Regions from separate parts of the Sus scrofa genome. Here region 2 is linked to region 1. A link is a contact called in public promoter capture Hi-C data. All regions are on one chromosome and are shown on one strand. The core of a region is the stretch at or near the end of the contact, and the rest is flanking DNA. Distances in the headings are between cores, read along the strand shown.

Region 1 (4,188 bases), core at 213-2,712:
ATAGGAGTTCCCACTGTGGCACAGTGGGTTAAGAATCTGACTGCAGCGGCTTGGGTCACTGCAAAGTCGCAGGTTTGATCCCTAGCCCCATGCAGCAGGTTAAAGGATCTGGCATTGCAGCAGCTGTGGTGTAGGTCGAAGCTGTGGCTCAGATTCAATTCCTGGCCCAGGAACTTCCATATGCCATGGGTGTGGCCATTTAAAAAAATAAAAGGATCATAAACTTAAAATGCAAACCTTATAAGACTTCTAGAAAATAACACGCTTCTAGAGAATGTCTAAGTGACCTCGAGTTTAGCAATGAGTTTTTAGATAACATCAAAAGCACAATCCATGAATGAACAAAGATGATCAGTTGAATCCATCAAAGTTAAAAACTTCTGCTCTATGAAAATGAAAAGGGCAGAGACTGAGAGAAAATATTTGCAAAAGACAAACCTACCAAAGAAGTTTTATCTAAAATACATAAATCGCTATTAAAATTTAACATCTTCAAAAAGGAATATACACTGATGGCAAATAGGAATATAAAAAGAACCCCAGTATCAGGTGTTATTACAGAATTGCAAATTATGAGATATCATTCCACTTCTGGAATGAACAAAATCCAAATCACTGACAACACCTACAGCTATGAGGATGGGGAGCAAGAGAACTTTCATTCATTGCTGGTGAGAATGCAAAATGATACACCCACTTTTGGGTGATAGATTGGGAGTGTTATAAAGCTGAACATAATCTCCACCATACAAGCCAGGTTAGTAATTGATCACAGTTATAAATTGATAACACTTTCCTTATTCGGGGTTGTATGTATTTTCAAGTATTACTTGTGTAATTTTGAATAGCTAGCTTACTCCCTCCCTCTCCCTCTCCTGTTCACAAAATTTACCCTTTTATGTAATACTGCTTCCATCTTGTAGTTTTTTTCTATTTCACAGTGGAATTCATAACAGTTGTACCTTCACTTCTCTTGGCAGCTGTGTTTTAAAAGGAACACTTCTTGAGTGGCCATAAACCCTCCCTAACCCTCCTCCACCACCTCCCCACCCCCACCTGCACGTCTTCTCCTGAATGTTAAAAAGAAATTCAAACATTCGGAAAAACAGAAATAGTAAAACAAGCATCATATACACCTATTACACGACTTAACAATTCTTAACCTACTGCCATATTTGCTTCCTCAAACTGTTCTGCTTAATTTTTAAAAAGTAAATTCCACCGGAGTTCCTATTGTGACTCAGCAGGTTAAGAACACGGACTAGTATCCACGAGGATGTGGGCTCCATCCCTGGATTCGCTCAGTGTTGCCCTGAGAGCTGCATAGGTGGCAGATGCCGCCCACCTCCCGCCTGGCTGTGCATGGGCGGCTGATTAGACCCTAGCCTGGGAACTTACATGTGCCACAGATGCGACCCTAAAAATGGAAAAAAAAAAAGTAAATTATAAATACATGATTTCATAACTGCAAATATTTCAGTATGTAGCTTTAAAAAATAAGATCAATTTCCTATATCGTCCGAATATTATGGCACTATCCAAAATAATGGTAATTTTCCTTAGTAATTCTTAAATCTAGTCCATATTCGTGTTTCCCAAATTGCTGTCTCTGGCTCTGTTATTTTTTTCCAACCAAGATCTGATGGAAAAAAATACTTTGCAATATGTTATATCATAACTTTTAAGTCTGAACCCATTCCTGAGAAGAGTCGCCAGCGATCAGGTCCAACTTCAAGACTTCTAGCTTTCTAACTTTACCTCCTACGGTCTCAAGGATTTATGGGAAATGTAGTCTTGAATATTGCCCGCCCGCCGCTCAGCACTCCGGGAAAGGGTCCTCGGAGCTCATTCTGCGCATGGGAACATCGAGCCCCTCCTACTCCCCTCCGCCTCCTGGGACTGAAAAAGAGATCTCGGCCATTTGGGGTCGGTGCTGGAGCCGAGGCTGCTATCCGGAGGTGAGAGCCCCGGGATCTGGCTCTACGCGGCGTGGGGTCCTGCTAGGTCAGGTAGCTTGTGTCCGGGGAACCGGAGCAGGAAATCCCGGGACCCTCCGGGCGGGCCAGTCCCTCTCCCAGACCCCTAGTCCGGGCAGGTCCTGCCCCGCCTGCTCCAAGGGCGCAGGTAGGGCCGAAGCCTTGTCCCGAGGAGATGTATTTGGTGCCGGCCCGGTGCAAGGATCGCAAGCAACAGGAGAAGAATGCACCTTATAACGTTCACCATGAACATGTGCAGTTTTTCTGAGAATTAAAAAAGGTGTCTTCTGCAAAACATTTTGTCAAGTGATTGTAATCATCACTGTGTAAGCTTCTATCATAAGACTTTTTTCCCTTTGGTATTTCCCTTAACCCTCATAGCAGGTCTGCTTGTCTTTATAAACATGCCATTTTTTTTTTTTAAAGTGAAAGTAATTTCATGTGGGCGGAATGATATATCCCGGGACACAAGCTGGAGGGTGAGAAGTAGGATGCAAATACGAATAGATTTTTCTTTGTATCTCTTGCTCTTCCTAATATCCTCCCTGCCCCGACTCAGAATTGCAACCTTTGGAGATCATGGCAGCCTGTCCCCAAATTCCAGAGACATGATTGTAAAATGCATGCTGACAGAATCTTGCCATGTGGGAAATATATACTGGGGTTTGTGGATTCTCTCCAGAGCTCCTGGACAGAGCTGTAGTGAAACGGCCAGGCCATCTCGATTTTCAAAACACAGTCTGATCATCTAATGCAGTGCTGGCCAATAGAAAGATAAAGCAAAATTAATTAAAAATTTTTTAGTAGCCACAGTAAAAAGAAGAAAAGGTGAGGTTAATTTCACTAATATATTTAATTCAGTACAGCCAAAATATTATTTTGACCTGGGCCACTAATCTACACTTCAGGTGTAGAAGTCCAATGCAGCTAATGGCAACATACTGGTCAGTACATTTCTTGTGAATTCCCCAAACGTCAAATTTGGAGTGTTAGATGAAGGTTTCAAATAAAGTGAATTTGTTTCTCTGGCCCCTCTGGAGCAAAGTAGCTCTTTTAAGGCAGGAAGAGGGAGTCTCAAGAACAACTGCTACTTTGAAGAACAGCTCTTCTGACACACACCTCATCACAGCTTCAGAGCACAGGCAGAAAGTTCTAGAAAGGAACAGGTTGTAAGTTGCTCCACCAGAAGCTGTTCTTGATCCCAATGTAGCATGAGTCAGACTTTGTGATGTTGTCACAGCTGGACCATCACAGACTGTGACAGTGGACACTGTGGACCAACTTTGAGAAGGTGGTAACCAGAGATTGCGAGGGATGGGCGTCAGGTGGCACAGGAAAAGACATTTACAGGATGGCTGGTAAGGACCTGATATCCAAGGAGGGTTTAAGAAGGCAGAACTGATGAAATCCTGAATAGCACCCAATTTTCTTCATTTCCCCCTCACTCTTTCCACATTTTGAGCTGCTCTCACTCCATGAGCATAACCAGATGCCATGTTTGACGATGGATATGGATGTAGAGGAGTTTTTTTCTGTTTCTGACATAGAGAATAATAAAATGACAGTAGAAGAAGGGTTTTCTATATTGGACCCTTGGAAGCCCCAGAATACTGGGTCTCAAATGAATGATTTTTTGTAGAGTCACTGGGTTCTGTAGGGCAGAACCAAGCACAGTGATGTTTATTTCCACAGCTAGTACTATAAACATGTTATCAAGATATCTTTTCTTAGAAAGTGCAATCTTTTTTTTTTTTTTTTTTTTTCCTTCAGTCTTTTTAGGCCTGCACCTGAGGCATATGGAAGTTCCCAGGCTAGGGGTGAATTGGAGCTGCAGCTGCCGCCTATGAGATGGCCTGAGCAACACAGGATCTGAGCTGCATCTGTGACCTGCATCTGTGACCTACGCCACAGCTTTTGGCCAAGGCTGGGTCCTTAATCCACTGAGCAAGACCAACTAGTATCCTCATGGATACTAATTGGGTTCTTTACTGCTGAGCCACAACAGGAACTCCAGAAATTGCAGCCATTTTAAAACAAATGATTAAAAATATATTTCTTGCATAAGCATCCCATCTTTATTTCAGCTCTAACTCAAGGCATAAACTCAAGAACTTGATTAACAATCCAGCCTGAGTAGTTTCCTGACAACATTACTTTTAATGAAGGTGGAGGATGTCACCTCCCATGTACCTGAGTTTGTTTAACCCATCCT
Region 2 (4,228 bases), core at 192-2,691, 150 kb before region 1:
CATACTATTTTGTTAACCCATGGTGTTTCATATTCTTTGCTATGTACAAATCCCTCACTCTTAATATTGTGTACATTAAATGAGGAAAACCATGAAAATGTACTGCCATGTTTTAAAAGTTTATGAAGTTCAGAACATATTACAGAAAAGATTTCAAATCTTCAAATATCTAAAAAAGTAAGACTTTACGAAGTGGTCTGAAAGCTGTTTATCAGCAAGTACAGCTAAAATACGAAATTGCTTACAGCTTCTGGAATTTGAATATTATTTAAAGATCAAAGCCGCCTACAACACAACTTACTCTTTTATCAGATGGCAAGGATTTTAACTTCACCTGGAGAACTGTTCTAAGACCAGGGTGATATCACAACCTCTCCTGCAACACCCACGAGGCTCCAGATCTCCAGGGGCTTCTTATACTCAACTCTAACTATAGCCAACATTACTTTCCCCCAAGAAAGGGCCGAGAAAGAAAACACACATAGTCTTGTGTTGTTTTATCTCTATATGATGTGGCAGAAGGAGAAGTAACAAGAACACTCGATGTTTAGAAGTGGCCCACAGTTTACGCTCTAGCATCTTAGCCGAAAGTGAATTACTCAAGTAGTCAGAAGACATGAGTTCTTTCACAGCTGACTCATTTAACAAAAAAAAAAAAAAAAAAAAAGCGGCCGCGGAATGTCACCTACGGCGTCACGAAACTTCCTGTGTAGAACACTACGTATTCAGAGAAAGCCCGACAGAAATCTCTCCGTGGTTTAGTGACAACTCTCCACTCGCGCGGTGACAGGCAGCCTGAGCCCGGACGGGCCGAGCGAGGCCTCGGCCTCGGCCGGACTCGGGCCCACACCCGCCCGCCACGCCCTGGGCGCCTCGGCAGCAAACCCGCCGGCCGAGTGGCGCCGTCCGAAATGCTTTCCTCTGGGTGCACAGGAAGAGAAGCGACAGAAGCCGGCCCGGCGGAGGCCGCGGACCCGGCGGGCGCGGGGGTGCGGGGAGCAGGGCCGCAGGCGCGAGGCCAGGCCGCCCAGCCCGACCAACGCCCGGTCGGCGCCGTTTACCGTTCCCGCCGCGGCCCAGCAGACAGCGACGACCCAAGCAGAAAGAGCCCCGCCGCCCTTGCCACGGCCGCAGACCCGCCTCACCTGGACTTGCCCACGCCACTCTCGCCGATGATGAGGATCTTCAGCGTAGTCAGCACGTCCTCGTCCATCCTGACCCCGCTCCGCGCCCGCCTGGCCGCGCCGGTCCGACTCTCTCAACCCTTCGTGGGGGAGCTGCCCGCGCATGCGCAGCGCCCAGCCCCGCCGCTGCCTCCTTCCTTTCACACCGGGTGTTTAGGTTGCAGGAGCCCGGGACGCCCCAGATCCGCCTGGACGTAGCTCTGCGTCTGCGCAAACCCAGAGTCCCAGGCGTCTTTCCGGAAGGTAAGCCCTCACTTGCGCAAGCGCAGAAGGAGAGAGCCGGATGTGATTTCACCTACCTTGCAGGCTCTTGCGCCTCCTCAGCCATAGCTTGACCCTCAACCTGTGGCTTGGGTACCTAGGAAAGAACTGAGTTAGGTCAGGGTCGATTAGTGCTCTTTTATTTCAGCAGCTGGTCCCAACAGCTGCATTGTTTGTGCTTGAAGGCAGATTGCCTTAATTTTAGGTATAACGCTTTATGTTATGTAGACTTTGAGCCTGTTTCCTAGTCAGCGGCAATAATACTTAGAATAATACTTAAAATAATTCCAGCTTCTTAGGATTGTGGGGAAGATTAAAGGATTGCGATGGCTCTTTGTAAACTGAAGTGTTTTATAAAAGGTGTGATCGGGTATTAACTTCCTGGCTTACCGTCTGTTAGATTGATGAGGACCTTTCGCACCTCAATTCATCTTCAAAGAGAGACATAAACCTCAGGTAGATCAAGTACATGCAGACCCTCTGGTGGTGCAACTTCAAATCATCTATTACTCATAAGAACTACTACACTCCAGCTGCAGGAATTGTGAGTACATGCTTTGTCTTAAGTTATAAATCTTAGTGAAGGCATCAAACCTCATGTATGGTAACTAGTAAAGTGCCTGGTACACGATAGACACTAAATAAACACTTTTTTGTATCTAATTATACTTGCAGCTAGTGCCAGGTACAATAGGTGTGTATTAAAGAATATATATGAATAAAATTTAAAATAAATTAATGTTTGTTAAATCCCTGGAAAAGCTCTTTCATCAGATATTCAATGGCTCCTTCACCTCCTTCAGGTCTTTGCTTGAATGTTGCCTTTTTAATGAGGCCGTCCATGTACAAAATTCAAAATTTGCAAATCCTTCCCACATTCCCTATACCTCTTTGCATTGTTTTTCTACATATCACTTACTGTCCTCCAATATATATTTTACTAGTTTATCTTTCCACTGGCTAGTCTTCCCCAAGGAAAAGGGAAGCTTTATGAAGACAAGGATCTTTTTTCTGCTTTGTTATGCCTTCTGTGTCTAGAGTAGTTTCTGGCATCTAATATGCGCCAAGTAAATATTTGTTGAATGAATTAATTGAATGAACATTCTGGAGTCCATTTCTAACTTTGGAAGGTGATGTCAATTGGACAACCTCAACCTCTCTTAAAATAGCCCTTGAACCTCAATCAAGTCTATCCAGCCTACTTTGGCTGTGGCATCAAGACCTTATTAGTGAGACTCACAATATAGTCAAGCTCTTCTGCTCTAGGGCAGTGATTCTGCAAGTGTTGTCCCCAAGTCCCTGGAGATCCCCTTCAGGGAAGTACACAAGATCAAAGTATGTTCATAATGATTCAAGATATTGTTTACTTTTTTCACTATTGTTCTTTAATACAACAGTGGCATTTCTGCAGAGGCTACGTAATGTGTGATAGTAAAAGAGATTGAAGGCAGAACCAAATTTGAGAATTCAGCTACTTTCTATAAAGCCAGACATTAAAGATATTTGCAAAAATGTAAAATATGACCACTTTTTCAATATTTTTTGTTGTAAAATAGTTATTTTCATAAACATTTGTCTTAAGCGGTAATAGGTTTATTATTTTTGTAATGGAGTAATACATGTTTAAAATTCCTCAGTTCTAATTTCTGATAGAGTAAATATGAATAGTCATAGCCACATAATCAGCTCTTTCAAGTCCTCAATCATTTGTAAGAGTTTATATTAATATGTACAACCCAAACATTTGAGAACTGTTGCATAATACTATTCATACCAAGATAAAAAAGTTTAAATACCAAGCCTGGAGTTATTGATGCTGCTAGTAACACTGTTGACCTACTTTGGCAACACCATATCCTTTTGGATTTCCTCCTACCTCTTGGCTATGTCTCAGTTTTTTGTGCAATCCTCTTGCTCATTTTTAAACATTTGTGTTTCTTGAATTTTGTCCTAGTTTTATCGTCTTACTCTATACACTGCACACACATCATCTTCTTACATTTTCATGGTTTCCACATCCCACTAATGTTGAGTAATCCCAGAGTTACGTCTCTGATTGAGATTTCTCTCCTGAGGTTGAGGCCAAGGTACCCACCTGCTAAGATATCTCCACGTGGGTGTGCCCAGATGCAGAAAACCAAGCTCAACATGAATCACACTGAACCCATTGTCTTCCCCTCTATTCTAGCTTTTTCTCCCAATTTCATTTTTAAGGAATGGCATTCACACCCACTCAACTTCCCCAGCCTCACCACCTACAGCCAAACAGTTCTACTCCTTAACATCCCTGAAATGCATCCACCTTCTTCACCACTTCCACCACTGCCCACATCAGGTCATCACCATCATTCTTTTGCTGGATCACTTACCTTATCTGCTGGCCTTCCTGCCTCCATTCTCCATTTTTCTCTCCCCTCAGGCTCTTCCCTACACCTCAGCCAAAGAGCTGTTCCTAAAAGGCAAACCTAGTCCTGCCATGCCACCTTTCACATGCGGCTCACTCCCCTTCCAGGTGTTTATTATCACAAGTCCTGATTATCCACCCAAGCTCATCTCTTGCATCCCATGCCTTGTACTCTGTGTACTGGACAAATTAAATTCCTTTCATGTTTTCAATGACCCAGGTTTTGTCTTGTCTCCAGGACCTTGCTGGTCCTTCCTCCCGGAGTCCTCTTCTGTCCCCTGTCCCCCATCCCATCTCTGTACAGACTCACACACACTTTCGCTTGAACATCTCCTACTCATCCTTCATGTTCCAGCTTTGGAGGTCGTTCCTCTGGAAC

The links. Promoter capture Hi-C pulls out the DNA fragments that hold promoters and counts their contacts.
Region 2: a contact with region 1 is called in a promoter capture Hi-C map of liver, with 2.8 times the contacts expected there. The contact joins the promoter of RAB18 here to the promoter of ZNF658 in region 1. A contact is called at or near these places in 1 of 5 promoter capture datasets (liver), 1 of 47 Hi-C or Micro-C datasets (heart right ventricle) and 1 of 2 datasets of contacts at active chromatin or transcription factors (alveolar macrophages).

The regions. Positions count from the first base shown.
Region 1 is chr10:38,815,733-38,819,920 of Sscrofa11.1, reverse strand. It overlaps ZNF658 (zinc finger protein 658), which reads left to right and starts at 1,462. Exons shown (of 5, transcript XM_021064707.1): 1 at 1,462-1,958.
Region 2 is chr10:38,967,594-38,971,821 of Sscrofa11.1, reverse strand. It overlaps RAB18 (ras-related protein Rab-18), which reads right to left and starts at 1,441. Exons shown (of 7, transcript XM_021064710.1): 1 at 1,146-1,441. The coding sequence starts at 1,213. LOC102165822 (a long non-coding RNA gene) reads left to right here and starts at 1,437. Exons shown (of 3, transcript XR_002336324.1): 1 at 1,437-1,989.